Regions from separate parts of the Mus musculus genome. Here region 1 is linked to region 2. A link is a contact called in public promoter capture Hi-C data. All regions are on one chromosome and are shown on one strand. The core of a region is the stretch at or near the end of the contact, and the rest is flanking DNA. Distances in the headings are between cores, read along the strand shown.

Region 1 (5,778 bases), core at 1,531-4,030, 90 kb after region 2:
CTCTTCCAGCCGAATGTCTCCGTTCTGGCTCTCCAACTACAGCTCTGGTTGAACTTGGGGCTCCTTCCTGAACTACCAGACAGGTCCTGGGTCCCGACAGCTCCTCAGGCTGCCTCTGGACAGAGCTTCCAACCCCACAGGCTCTGAGGCAGGCTTGCACAGCTGTTTGGCTATCTAGGGAAGTCCCTTGTCACCTCTTCCAGGAGGAAGAGGGAGGCTGTGGTCCACAGGGGTGTGGCTCATCTGAACTCAGACAGAGAAGTTGCTGATCAGACTTTGAGGCAACTTTCTCCCTATCCATATCTATCTGACATTGGAGGAGTGGCTCATTACCCAAAGAGGTGGCCAGAGGAAGCAGTGTACATAGAGGGCAAGCATAGGGGGCTTACTTGTGAGCTTGCAGATGGCAGACTTGCTCATGTTCTGCACTGGGTCTGTACACTTCAAACATGGCTTCCTGCTTCTGGGCACCCTATTCCCAGTAGGGTGATGGGAATCACGTTACCCCTGTACCCCAGGAGCTTGGATGACCTGGGAGTGATTACACTACCTCTGGCCCTTCTTGGCTGGGTGCTGTTAGAAGCCACTCCCCTACTGTAAGCCCCAGTTCTGTATCAACCATCTTCATAGGGTTACTATGTCTGCAGTACACGGAGCACAAAAAAAACCCAAAGAAGCTCAGATCCTCTGGGTGACCGACCTCCGTAAATGCAAGATTTAGAATCTGTGAGCAGTTTGTGACTGGGAATCCCGACTTCTGCTCCCAGCTTTGGAGCTTTTAGTAATCGGACAAAGCAGCAAGAAACTGTCCTTGCCTGGCCACTCTACTCCGGCTTGAGCCAAGAAGATGGCTCACTCCAAACTTAGTGGGACCACAGAAGCAGGGAATCCAGCAGACTTGTGGACACAGGGTGGAGAGCAATGTCCCCACAGCATTTCCAGGAACCCAAGCTAGACTGGGGAGGAACAGTAAGGGACATGTGTGTGGGCCATGGGGCCACATGCGTCACTCTGCAGATGGGAAAGCGGTGATCTTACAAAGAGAGGACGTAGGAAAGATGAACTCTGAGGGGCCATGTGGCACAGCTATACACGGATGTCTCCTAGGTTCCCCAGGGCCTGCTGACCCTGTCTTTCATTGTACATCCTATTTGGTCAACCATTTCCCTAGTAAAGTGGGGGTCAGCTCCAGGCATGAGGAGCAAGCATTACAGCCAGGGCTGGGTAAAAAACCACGGCCTTCCAGCTTTAAACCTAAGGGCTGAGACCCTTCCCCGAAGGGCAGGGGTGTGAGGTTTCAGGGTTGGGGTCTGGATAGTATCTTCAAACAGGTCTTTACAAAGATGGAGGTAAAGACTTCTAGGCCTTTCTGAGGGACCCCCTTCTATCCATCTTACATATCACCTCGAAGGAAAATTCTAGAATCTGCAGCAATCCACGGAGCTAGTTCTTTAAAAGGAATGTGCTACACACAGAGACACAAACACAGGCACACACCCACGATCCCCAAGAGGAGGAAGGAACCGGGGACAGGTCCGGGCCTCCAACTGCCCAGGTGGCTGCCACCAGGAAGGGAGGCCCTCCTGAGTGACACCCCTAACACACACACGCGCGCGCGCACACACGCACACACACCCCACAGGTATACACACACCTCCATGCTCAGGAAGCAAGGGACAGACTCCAGCCTGGCTCACAGATTCACAGCCAAGCAAGGACTTGGGATAAGAACCCCAGGATGAAGACAAGGCAGCAGGGACGGGAATGGGGGGTGGGGGTGACTGAAGGATAGGGCGGAGCCAAAATGGGAGGGCAATGCCACACCACATACATACTCAATCTTACCCATTCACACAAATACACATTCGTAGACTCGCACAAGCAGACACAATATATAGATCATCCTTAGGTATTTCCAGGCAGGTGCACATACATATATGCACATGTCCTGGGCAACATACATCTACACCACAGGCCCACAGACATCTAAACGTCGCCTCAGCCTTCTAAACTCTCCCAATTCCCACGGCCCTGGGAGGTCACTGGCTGTGAACGCCGAGGTAAGGCTAGGATCTCAGCTGCTTCCTTCATCCCGGGGGAGGCAGGCAGCCACTCCTGTCTGATCCCATGTATCAGTGGAGGGCACCTGCTCTGTGACCCTGGCCCAGGTCACAGGCTCTCCTGCACAAAGTCCCTGGCACCTAGAGGTGGCTCCAAGGACTGAGTATCTGACATGGGTTGGGGGATAGCTTCATGTTCCAAAATTGAACCTGTCCCCTCCCAAAACCTGATCTTCCTCGGGGATATTCCGCATCTCTAATGAGGAGCCCCGCATCACCCTACTCTACCCCCAGCAATGAGAACCTGCCCCTCCGCGAGGTCCCACCTGGACACCTTCCGATCCTACACCCAGAGGGCCCCACGCACTGAAACACCCGTTTTCCAGCGACCCCTCCCCAGCCCCCGCCCTAGTTAGCCATGCACAGCCACCGCCAGCCAGAAGCCCGCGGTGGCCCTGTCACCCTGGGGTGGCCGCCCCTACCTCCTTCTTCACAGTGCGCAGCAGCCTCTGGCGGGTCTCGGCCTCTGCGGGACAAGCAGGGAAGCGCGGTGAGCGGCACCGAGGCCGCGGGGCCTGGCCGCCCTCCCGCTGCCCGCCCGTGCTTACCCGCAGGGACCGAAGCCATGGCTCAAGCTGGTCGGTGCCCGGTTCCCGGACGCGTCCCCGCTCCGCGCCCTGCTGCAGCCGCGAGGGGGCGGGACCGGCAGGGGATGAATGACAGCCCAGGATGTAGACGTCAGAACCTGACATCCCGCCCACCCCACCCACGAAAGCTCAGCGCCGCCTCCTGGACAGCATACAGCAGAGCATCCGCATCCAGCCTCCTCCAGGCGTTAGCGACAGGCCTTGCCAAGTTGCCTAGGGTGACCTAAGATGCGGAACCGTGCTCCACATCCCGTGTGTCCATCCACGCGTATTTAGAAACGAGGCAAAGCCAGGCACGGGGCACACTCCTATCGACTCCTCAGTGGGGAGACTGAGGCAGGGGACTCAACCTGGGCGACATAGCCAGGCCCTGCCGCCACAATAAAACTAGACTCATCCTGTATAAAGTGGGTATAAGTTCTAGAATGAGCTGATGATCAAGCGAGATATTTGATGTGTAATTCTCATCATAGACAAGACAAAAAAAACAAAACAAAACAAAACAAAACAAAAAAAGGGCCAGCTTTCATACGGGGTAGCTGCTGCTGTTTCATATACCCCCTTCCTCCGTCCCCTCCTCCCCTTCCCTTCCCCCTCCCCCTCTTCCTCCTCTTTTTACTCCTCCTCCTCTCTTCTCCCTTTCTCCCTTTTCAGACTAATCAGATACACTGACTCCCCATCTGGAAGAAGCCTGCCTCTTCTTCACTTGCTGCTCCCCCTATACTGGGAACCAGGGTTCAGCCAGGATCTCTCAGTCCCAGGGTTGGGAGTTTGAAGCAAAGGAGATGGACACATTGCCGCAGCACTCAGATGGTAGACAGTAAACCATCTGAGCAAGTGATAGAGGGTTGGAAGGTTCTAGAGGGACGTGGAGTCGATGCAGGGGAGATACCAGTGACCGGGGCTGTCTTGTGGAACAAGGGGCATCTTGCTGAGTTTTCTTTCTGAGCAAGAAGGGAAAGGAGGAGGCTGGGGAATGCTTGGGGAAGAGGAATCCATACAGTTCAGCGGTTAAGAGAACTGAGTGCTCTTCCAGAGGTCTTGAGTTCAAATCCCAGCAACCACATGGTGGCTCACAACCATCTGTAATGAGATCTGATGACCTCTTCTGGTGTGTGTGTGTGTGTATACCAGAACCCCTCTTGTGTGTGGCAGTGGTGTCTCTGTCACGATACCCCCCCCCACTCTCTCCTCCCCCACTCTCTCCAGTGAGGTGTGCTTAGTGTCTCCAGGATGCCACAGAATGAGAAATAAGGACTTGACAAATATAATTGAGGACTTACTACATCCGGAGCTCTGGTTGCATAAACTTACCGAGCCTCCAGCCCCCCCCCCCCCCCCCATGAGCCTCACACACAAAGAAAGTCAAGCCCAAGACGTGGGAGAATTTTCTTCAGGTCCATACACAAAGCAAGCAATAGCTCAAGCCATGGACCGGGTGGATCATCTCACCAGGGGCAGGTTAAGATGAATCAGATGTTTCTCGCCAAGCCCTTCAAACCTTTTCAGAGAACATAGAAGTTTTCCTCTAATATAAATGGTTTCTAGTGGTGGTTTCAATATGCTTGGCTGTCCTGGAACTTGCTCTGTAAACTCACTCTCTTGAGCTCAAGAGATTTGCATGGCTCTATCTCCTGAATGCTGGGATCAAAGTCATGGTCCACCATGCCTGGACCTAAGCTTTCCTTCACCTAGATCTAAAAGCTTGTGTCATCCTGTGACAGTTTGACACACAGTCATATCTCCTTATCTCCAAGTGAAACCAATAATCACATCATAATAATATAACTATCCACGGTTTAGCTGCAAACAATAAGCTTAGCTGGGTGGGATCTTGCCCTGAGATCACCACTCCCTTAATCCGTTTGTCTCCTTGAACGTAGGATTCAGCTCCTTTTCATTTCCTGGGGCCCCTTCATTACTTGAAGCACACTCGTTTTTTCTTTTTAAGCTTGCTATGCTTGCTCAAAATGCTCTTCATAAGACTGAATCACAGGATCATGTCTAAATTGGGGTTTCTATGAGACTTAATTGTTAATTCTGTCTAGGCTGGCCCATTAAGCTCCACTTAAAGCATTCCATGGCGTTCCAAACCCAAAGTCCCAAAACCCATATTCTTTCAAACAAAAGCATGGTCAGGCCTATGACAGCAATACCCCACTCCTGGTACCAACTTCAGCCTTTTTATTTATTTATTTTTTAAAAAGATTTATTTACTTATTATATGTAAGTACACTGTAGCTGTCTTCAGACACACCAGAAGAGGGCATTGGATCTCATTGTGGATGGTTGTGAGCCACCAAGTGGTTGCTGGAATTTGAACTCAGGACCTTTGGAAGAGCAGTCAGTACTCTTACCCACTGAGCCATCTCACCAGCCCCCCAACTTCAGTCTTAATTAGAGTTCCATTACTGTGAACAGACACCACGATCAAGGCGACTCTTACAAGGACAACATTTAATTGGGGCTGGCTTACAGGTTCAGAGGTTCAGTCCATCATCGCCAAGGCAGGAGCATGGCAGCATCCAGGCAGGCCTGGTGCAGGAGGAACTGAGAGTTCTACATCTTCATCTGAAGGCTGGAGGAGACTGACTCTGGCAGCTAGGAGGAGGGTCTCAAAGCTCATGCCCACAGTGACATACTTCCCCCAATAAGGCCATACCTCTTAATAGTGTCACTTTCTAGGTCAAGCATATTCAAACACCGCATAGCTCCAGGGCATTTGAGTCGAGCCATTGCCTTGGGGCTGAATCCGGAGCCTTGAACCCTGTCCTACTTAGGTTTACTATTGCTGTGATAAAATACCATGCCCTTGGCTGGGCAGTGGTGGCACACGCCTTTAATCCCAGCACTTGGGAGGCAGAGGCAGGCGGATTTCTGAGTTCGAGGCCAACATGGTCTACAGAGTGAGTTCCAGGACAGCCAGGACTACACAGAGAAACCCTGTCTTGAAAAACCAAAAACCAAAAACCAACCAACCAAACAAACAAACAAACAAAACACCATGCCCAAAAGCAAGTTAAGGAGGAAAGAAAGGGCTTATTTGGTTTATACTTCCCTGTTGTTCCACT
Region 2 (5,880 bases), core at 2,905-5,404:
CACCTCTGGCAGGGCCTCTGGGAATCTGGCGACCCTCCTGCCTGGGTAACAAAAGCAACACAAGCTGCTGCACCAAATTCACCATGTAGCCCAGGCTGGCCTCAAACTCGTTGACAGTCCCTCTACATCTCCCTCTTGTGTGCTGGGATTACAGGAGTGAGCCACCACACCGCCGCCCCCCCCTCCCCTGGCCAATCCGTGTTAATGATTAATTATTTTATGGCTGCTGCTGTCCTTATTTCTGCTAGCGGTGCAAACAAGGGAGATTTAAAGTTATAGTTTGCGCACATTAAAGAAACAGACTCCAAGCGGAGCACAGTGCGTTCTGTGTAAAATGGGCCTTGTGTCGTTATTACATAAGTCACAAGGTCCTAGAACACCACAAGGGATGTCTACGGTTATCCGTCTTTAACATTTTTTGTTAGATTGATTGACTGACTGATTGGTTGATGGGGCAAGGGAGAGGGGACGGTGTGTGCCCCATCCCTGCTGCCCCACCCCTGCACACCTGCTGCCCCATCCCTGCACACCTGGTACCCCACCCCTGCACACCTGGTACCCCACCCCTGCACACCTGCTGCCCACCCCTGCTCACCTACTGCCCCACCCCTGCACACCTGCTGCCCACCCCTGCACACCTGCTGCCCCACCCCTGCACACCTGCTGCCCCATCCCTGCACACCTGGTACCCCACCCCTGCACACCTGCTGTCCACCCCTGCACACCTGCTGCCCCACCCCTGCACACCTAGTACCCCACCCCTGCACACCTGCTGTCTACCCCTGCACTCTTTGGTATCCCACCCCTGCACACCTGGTACCCCACACCTGCACACCTGCAGCCCCACCCCACCCCCTGAAGAGCACACCCCAATGCTGTCAGCCAACAGATCTGTCAGAGGACTGACTGGCCAAGCCACTCGCTGACCGGAGTGCAAAACATGCCTATGTTTAAAAATTGCTCATTTGGGAGATGTTTGTTACACAGAGTGATCACAGACAAAGCAAACCGACACAGGAGCCGCATGCCACAGAGACATTAACGCGTTCACTGCCAGATGTCTTCTGAGACACAAGCTCTGGCAGGGTGGCCTCAAACCCACAAGCTACCAAACTCCACACAACCTACCTGACCTTCCCTACTGTGGGGCTGCAGGCTCCATCCTGCTGTCAATGGGAAGACAAAGCCACCAGCTGCACCTCTTGATGCTAGTTTCTGTCCCGCCCCGCAGCCCCCAACCCCGGCTGTTCACTGAGCACCTTCTCTATCCAGTTAGGACCAACACACACCTGCCAAGTCCTTCTCTGTCCCCACAGCTACCCTCATGGATAAGTAATTTGCCTCATATACACAGAAAACGGGTTCAGAGTGGTTAACACACCCGATGGCAGTCACACAGCAGATAAAGCCAGGACTTAATGTTGGGCAGAGCAGATCTGAAAGCAGGCGTCAAGGTAGGCAGATGTGATTGGGGGCTCAGGAGGAGTTAGATTCTGTGCACGGGAAGCCTTGGGAGGACCAAAAGGGGATGGGAAGTGGGGCTCTCAGAACTGTCCGTCCAGCTGGTCATCTGGGGTCAGACACTTTCATTTCCTGGAGTATTTTAACAACGCGCACAGCTGACTCAGGTGTAAGCAGTCAGCGATCATACTTTGAAAACATATCCCTATCCTCGACGGAGACAGGGCTGTAAACATTTCAAAGGTCACCTAACCGCCCGATTACCAAGAAGGGCAGCGCTAACTCAGGCCCCAAAGTCAAGTCCTTAATTGCTTCCTGATAGTCGCTCCCACACAGCTGACTAGAGGATTTCTGGGGACAGGAGAGCCCCGAGTTCTCAGGCCCAGGGACGCTCCCAAGTAAGAGATTCCATGAGATATCCGTCTTGTGTTGAGCCCTCCACTCAGACAGCGATTCCCCTTCCCGGGCCAGCAGTCAGGGTGAGGGCAGTGGGCGGCCACACCTAGCCACATGGGGACACTCAGAGTTGGGAGGTGCATGGCTATGGACAGCCAGTTCTAAGGACAGAACTCAGTTCCTCCTCTCTCTCCCCCAAGCTCCCATTTCATGATCTGCTCATGGGTGGCAGTGGAGGAGTCTCCACAACCAACACTGCCTGAGAAGACTGTCAGGAAGAACAAAGAGGGGACAGACAGAAGGACTCAGCCTGGAGGGTCTGACATAACACAGTACATCAGTAGCTCTGGCCTTCCCTACACCCTCTTCCATGGGGCCTGGCTGACCTCTCCCCCTGCCTCCTCCGGGAAGCCCCCCTTGGTTTACCTTTGTTGCTTCTCAGCAATTTTGCCTCACTGTCTCCAAACATCCATCAAGTTCCCCCAAGAGGAGTGGCAGGGCTTAACCCACACTCCCGGAATCTGAAGCAGGCAGGGGCAGGAGTGTGTGCCTCCAGGCAGGGATCTGGTCCCCTCAGTCCCAAGCCTTCCGATGCAGGACAGGAGTGTAAAGGTCTTTTATTTGCTCAACACGCCCTGCACTCTGGGCAGGACCAGGAGTGAGGTCTTGCCTCTGCCCTACCTCCTACCCAGCCCTCAAGGCTCAGCCCAAGTGTCACCTTTGACCACACACACACACACACACACACTAGGTTGGGCAAGGTACCTGCTTGCTGGAACCATTCTGATGACACAGGCTATCATGACAATAACTCTTCTGGGCTCACGCCCTGAGCTCAATCAGATGCCCTCCATGACCCACCTTACGAACGCTCCTCCCCCGTGATGGAGGAGAGGACCATTTTACAGTTAAAGAACCTGAGTCTCAAAGAAGTACCACGGGATGGTGATATGACTCAGTGGATAAAGGGGCTTGCCAACAAGCCTGAGGACTTGGGTTCAATTCCTGACACCCTTCTCTGCCCCAGACCATGATCCTCCTCTTGCCCCAAGCCACGCCCCCTCCTCTGCTGTCCCATTCTCCGTCCAGATTGACCCAGGGTTCACTCCTCCGGGCTTGACTTTCAGCCTAGTGCTTGACACAGAACCATTTGTTAATGAATGAATGACTGATGAACGGACATACTCGTTTGGAGGCAGCTCATCCCGTGTGTTGGTTAGGTGATTCCTGGTGATGCTAGCAGGGGTCAGATGCCAGGGATGCACAACTGACCTCTGAACTCCCTTGCCCTCTGGTGACTCTGTGGGGGGGGGGGCGGGGCTGTATAGCTCAGAGTCTGGGGTGAGGGTGCTCCCCAACATCACAAATCAACAAAGACGTGGAGCAGGCTAGACGGCTAGAAAGTCATCCCTGAAGAACAGATTCTGACCTGCTCTGGGCTGGTCCAAGCTGACTCCGATGTACCCCTGCACACAGCTGCAGGCAAGGCTGGACCACGCGTCCAGACTCTGCACTTCTCGGGCCTAAGTGCGCCCCTGCCAAGCCCTCAAGTCTCCCCTGAACCCACCAAGGCACCGGTGTCTGCAGAGCCCAGCCCTGGCCGCACGCCTGCCCTGCGGGGTGGCAAAGAGAAAGTTGGCCGCTTGAAGCCTCCACCTAGAGTCCCGATTACTGATTAACCAGTCCCAGCGCTTCTCTGTGCGTGGCCTGGAGCCGCAACTCGCCCCAGTGGAAGAAAGTCCAAGTTACACATCTTTGTCACCGCGGACCAGGGCAGTGCGCGCGCCACCCCGGAGGGCGCGACCCCGGGGACAGGGCGCAGGCTCCAGCGCCAGCCGCAGGCCCTCGAGGGGACAGCTCTCTGCAACAGGCGCCGTCCCTCCGAAAGCAAAAGGCCACGGCTTCCCCGCCAGAGGAAGGGTCAGCCCTGGCCTGCACAGCGCGATCCCGAGACACGCGCGAGCCGCGGACGCGCGTGGAGGGAGCGGGGGGCCAGCCCTAGGCATCCTTCGCCGACATTCCCCGGCCGCAGATTCAACGGGATCCACCCCCCTCCCCCAGCAAGTCCGCAGCCGGACTCCGCACGCGGCTCCTCCCGCTCTCCGTTTCGCCCTCCCTCCGCTAACTTTGCCAACTTTACACGCGGCCCCGCGGGCAGGAGTGGGCGTCCCCGTGCGTCTCCGCGCGCCCCCGCGGCCCGCCCGCGCGCCCCCGCGCCCTCCGCGCACCTACCGCAGTGGCCCGCCGGCGCCGCACCTGCCCGCCCGCACCTGCCGCGGCGCGCGCAGCCTCGCCGCTGGGGGGCGGGGCTCGGGCGGGAAGCGCCCCGTCGCCGTGGCAACCGCACCCGGTGGCGCCTGCGCAGAGCGGCGAGGGGCGGAGCGCGGGAGCCCGGAGCCGCGAGACTATGTGGGGCGCGCCCCCTGCCGGGTGGAAGCGGCATTGCGCCACGGTGCCGGCCAAGGCACCTACTGTGTGCCCCGAGGTGGGGTGACAGAGCATTGCCCACCAAGGGCCCTGCTACTGCGCATTCCTGACCAGCTGTCTTGTTCGTTTTCATTAATCATATCGACCACTATGGTTTTGGTTTTTTTCTTTCTTTTTATATTCCTTTCTCTTAAAAACAAAACTATTTCTTTTATTGTTAGATATATGTGTATATGTGCACGTAAGTGCAGGTGCTGACAGAGGCCAGAAGAGGGCAACAAATTCCCAGAAACTGGAGTTGGAGGAAGTTGGACACCATGTTGGAAATTAACGCTAGCAGGAAGGATGGATGAGATAGGGGATTTACGGAGGAGAAACTGGGAAGGGGGATAACTTTGGAAATGTAAATAAATAAAATAACCAATAAGAAATAAAATACACCATTGCATACACCAGCAAGATTTTGCTGAAAGGACCCTGATATAGCTGTCTCTTGTGAGGCTAACACAGAAGTGGATGCTCACAATCAGCTATTGGATGAAACACAATGGAGTAGCTAGAGAAAGTACCCAAGGAGCTAAAGGGGTCTGTAACCCTATAGGAGGATCAACAATATGAACTAACCAGTACCCCCAGAGCTCGTGTCTTTAGCTGCATATGTAGCAGAAGATGGCCTAGTCAGCCATCATTGGGAAGAGAGGCCCCTTGGACTTGCAAACTTTATCTGCCTCAGTACAGGGGAACACCAGGGCCAAGAAGTGGGAGTGGGTGGGTAGGGGAGTGGGACAGGGAGGGTATGGGGGACTTTTGGGATAGCATTTGAAATGTAAAATAAGAAAATACCTAATTAAAAAAAAGAAACAAAATAAATAAATTCTAGGCTTACAAAAGTGATGCATTCCACCACTAACGAGCTCCTAATTAAAAAAAAGAAACAAAATAAATAAATTCTAGGCTTACAAAAGTGATGCATTCCACCACTAACGAGCTCCTCGTGCTCCAGTCCTCTTCCTCTCCCCAGAGGCTCCCTATGTTGTTGCTCAGGTTTGAGCTCCTGAACTCAACCCATTCTCTCCTCAAGTCCCTTCCTTTACCCCAGTAGCTGGAACATCTCTGGAACGCTACCCTGCCAGCCTATGCATCTTTGCTAAGTACCTTTTCTATGCTGGGCTCTGGGGACTCCGCTCTGAGGGAGCTGATGGATCCAGGTTCTCACGGGACTTCACCAGCATTAGGGAGAAACATCGCATGTGTAAATTGAATCATATTTATGACTCATGCTCCCCTGAGAAATGGGACATGGTTTATTCCTTTCTTTTGTTTTGTTTTGTTTGAGACAAGGTTTCTCTGTGTAGCCCTGGCTGTCCTGGAACTCACTCTGTAGACCAGGCTGGTCTCAAACTCAGAAATCCACCTGCCTCTGCCTCCCAAGTGCTGGGATTAAAGGCGTGCGCCACCACTGCCTGGCAGGTTTACTCTTTTATTGTAAACCAGCCCAACCTCAAGAAAAGAGACAGAAACCCAAGCAACAGTGTGGCTTCCAGAGAGCTGTCTGCCACTCTCCTGCCTCCTCTCTGCCTCCTCTCTGCTGCTGGT

What was found. Promoter capture Hi-C pulls out the DNA fragments that hold promoters and counts their contacts.
Region 1: a contact with region 2 is called in a promoter capture Hi-C map of embryonic stem cells, with 2.6 times the contacts expected there. The contact joins the promoter of Sgsm1 here to the promoter of 2900026A02Rik in region 2. A contact is called at or near these places in 4 of 39 promoter capture datasets (cranial neural crest, embryonic stem cells, hippocampal neurons and 1 more), 8 of 484 Hi-C or Micro-C datasets (embryonic stem cells, nephron progenitors, palatal mesenchyme and 1 more), 2 of 115 datasets of contacts at active chromatin or transcription factors (both in embryonic stem cells) and 2 of 9 other capture datasets (adipose tissue and pancreatic islet).

The regions. Positions count from the first base shown.
Region 1 is chr5:113,308,006-113,313,783 of GRCm38.p6, forward strand. It overlaps Sgsm1 (small G protein signaling modulator 1), which reads right to left and starts at 2,781. Exons shown (of 25, transcript NM_172718.3): 1 at 2,669-2,781; 2 at 2,543-2,586. The coding sequence starts at 2,687.
Region 2 is chr5:113,217,122-113,223,001 of GRCm38.p6, forward strand. It overlaps 2900026A02Rik (RIKEN cDNA 2900026A02 gene), which reads right to left and starts at 4,155. Exons shown (of 13, transcript NM_001375886.1): 1 at 4,090-4,155.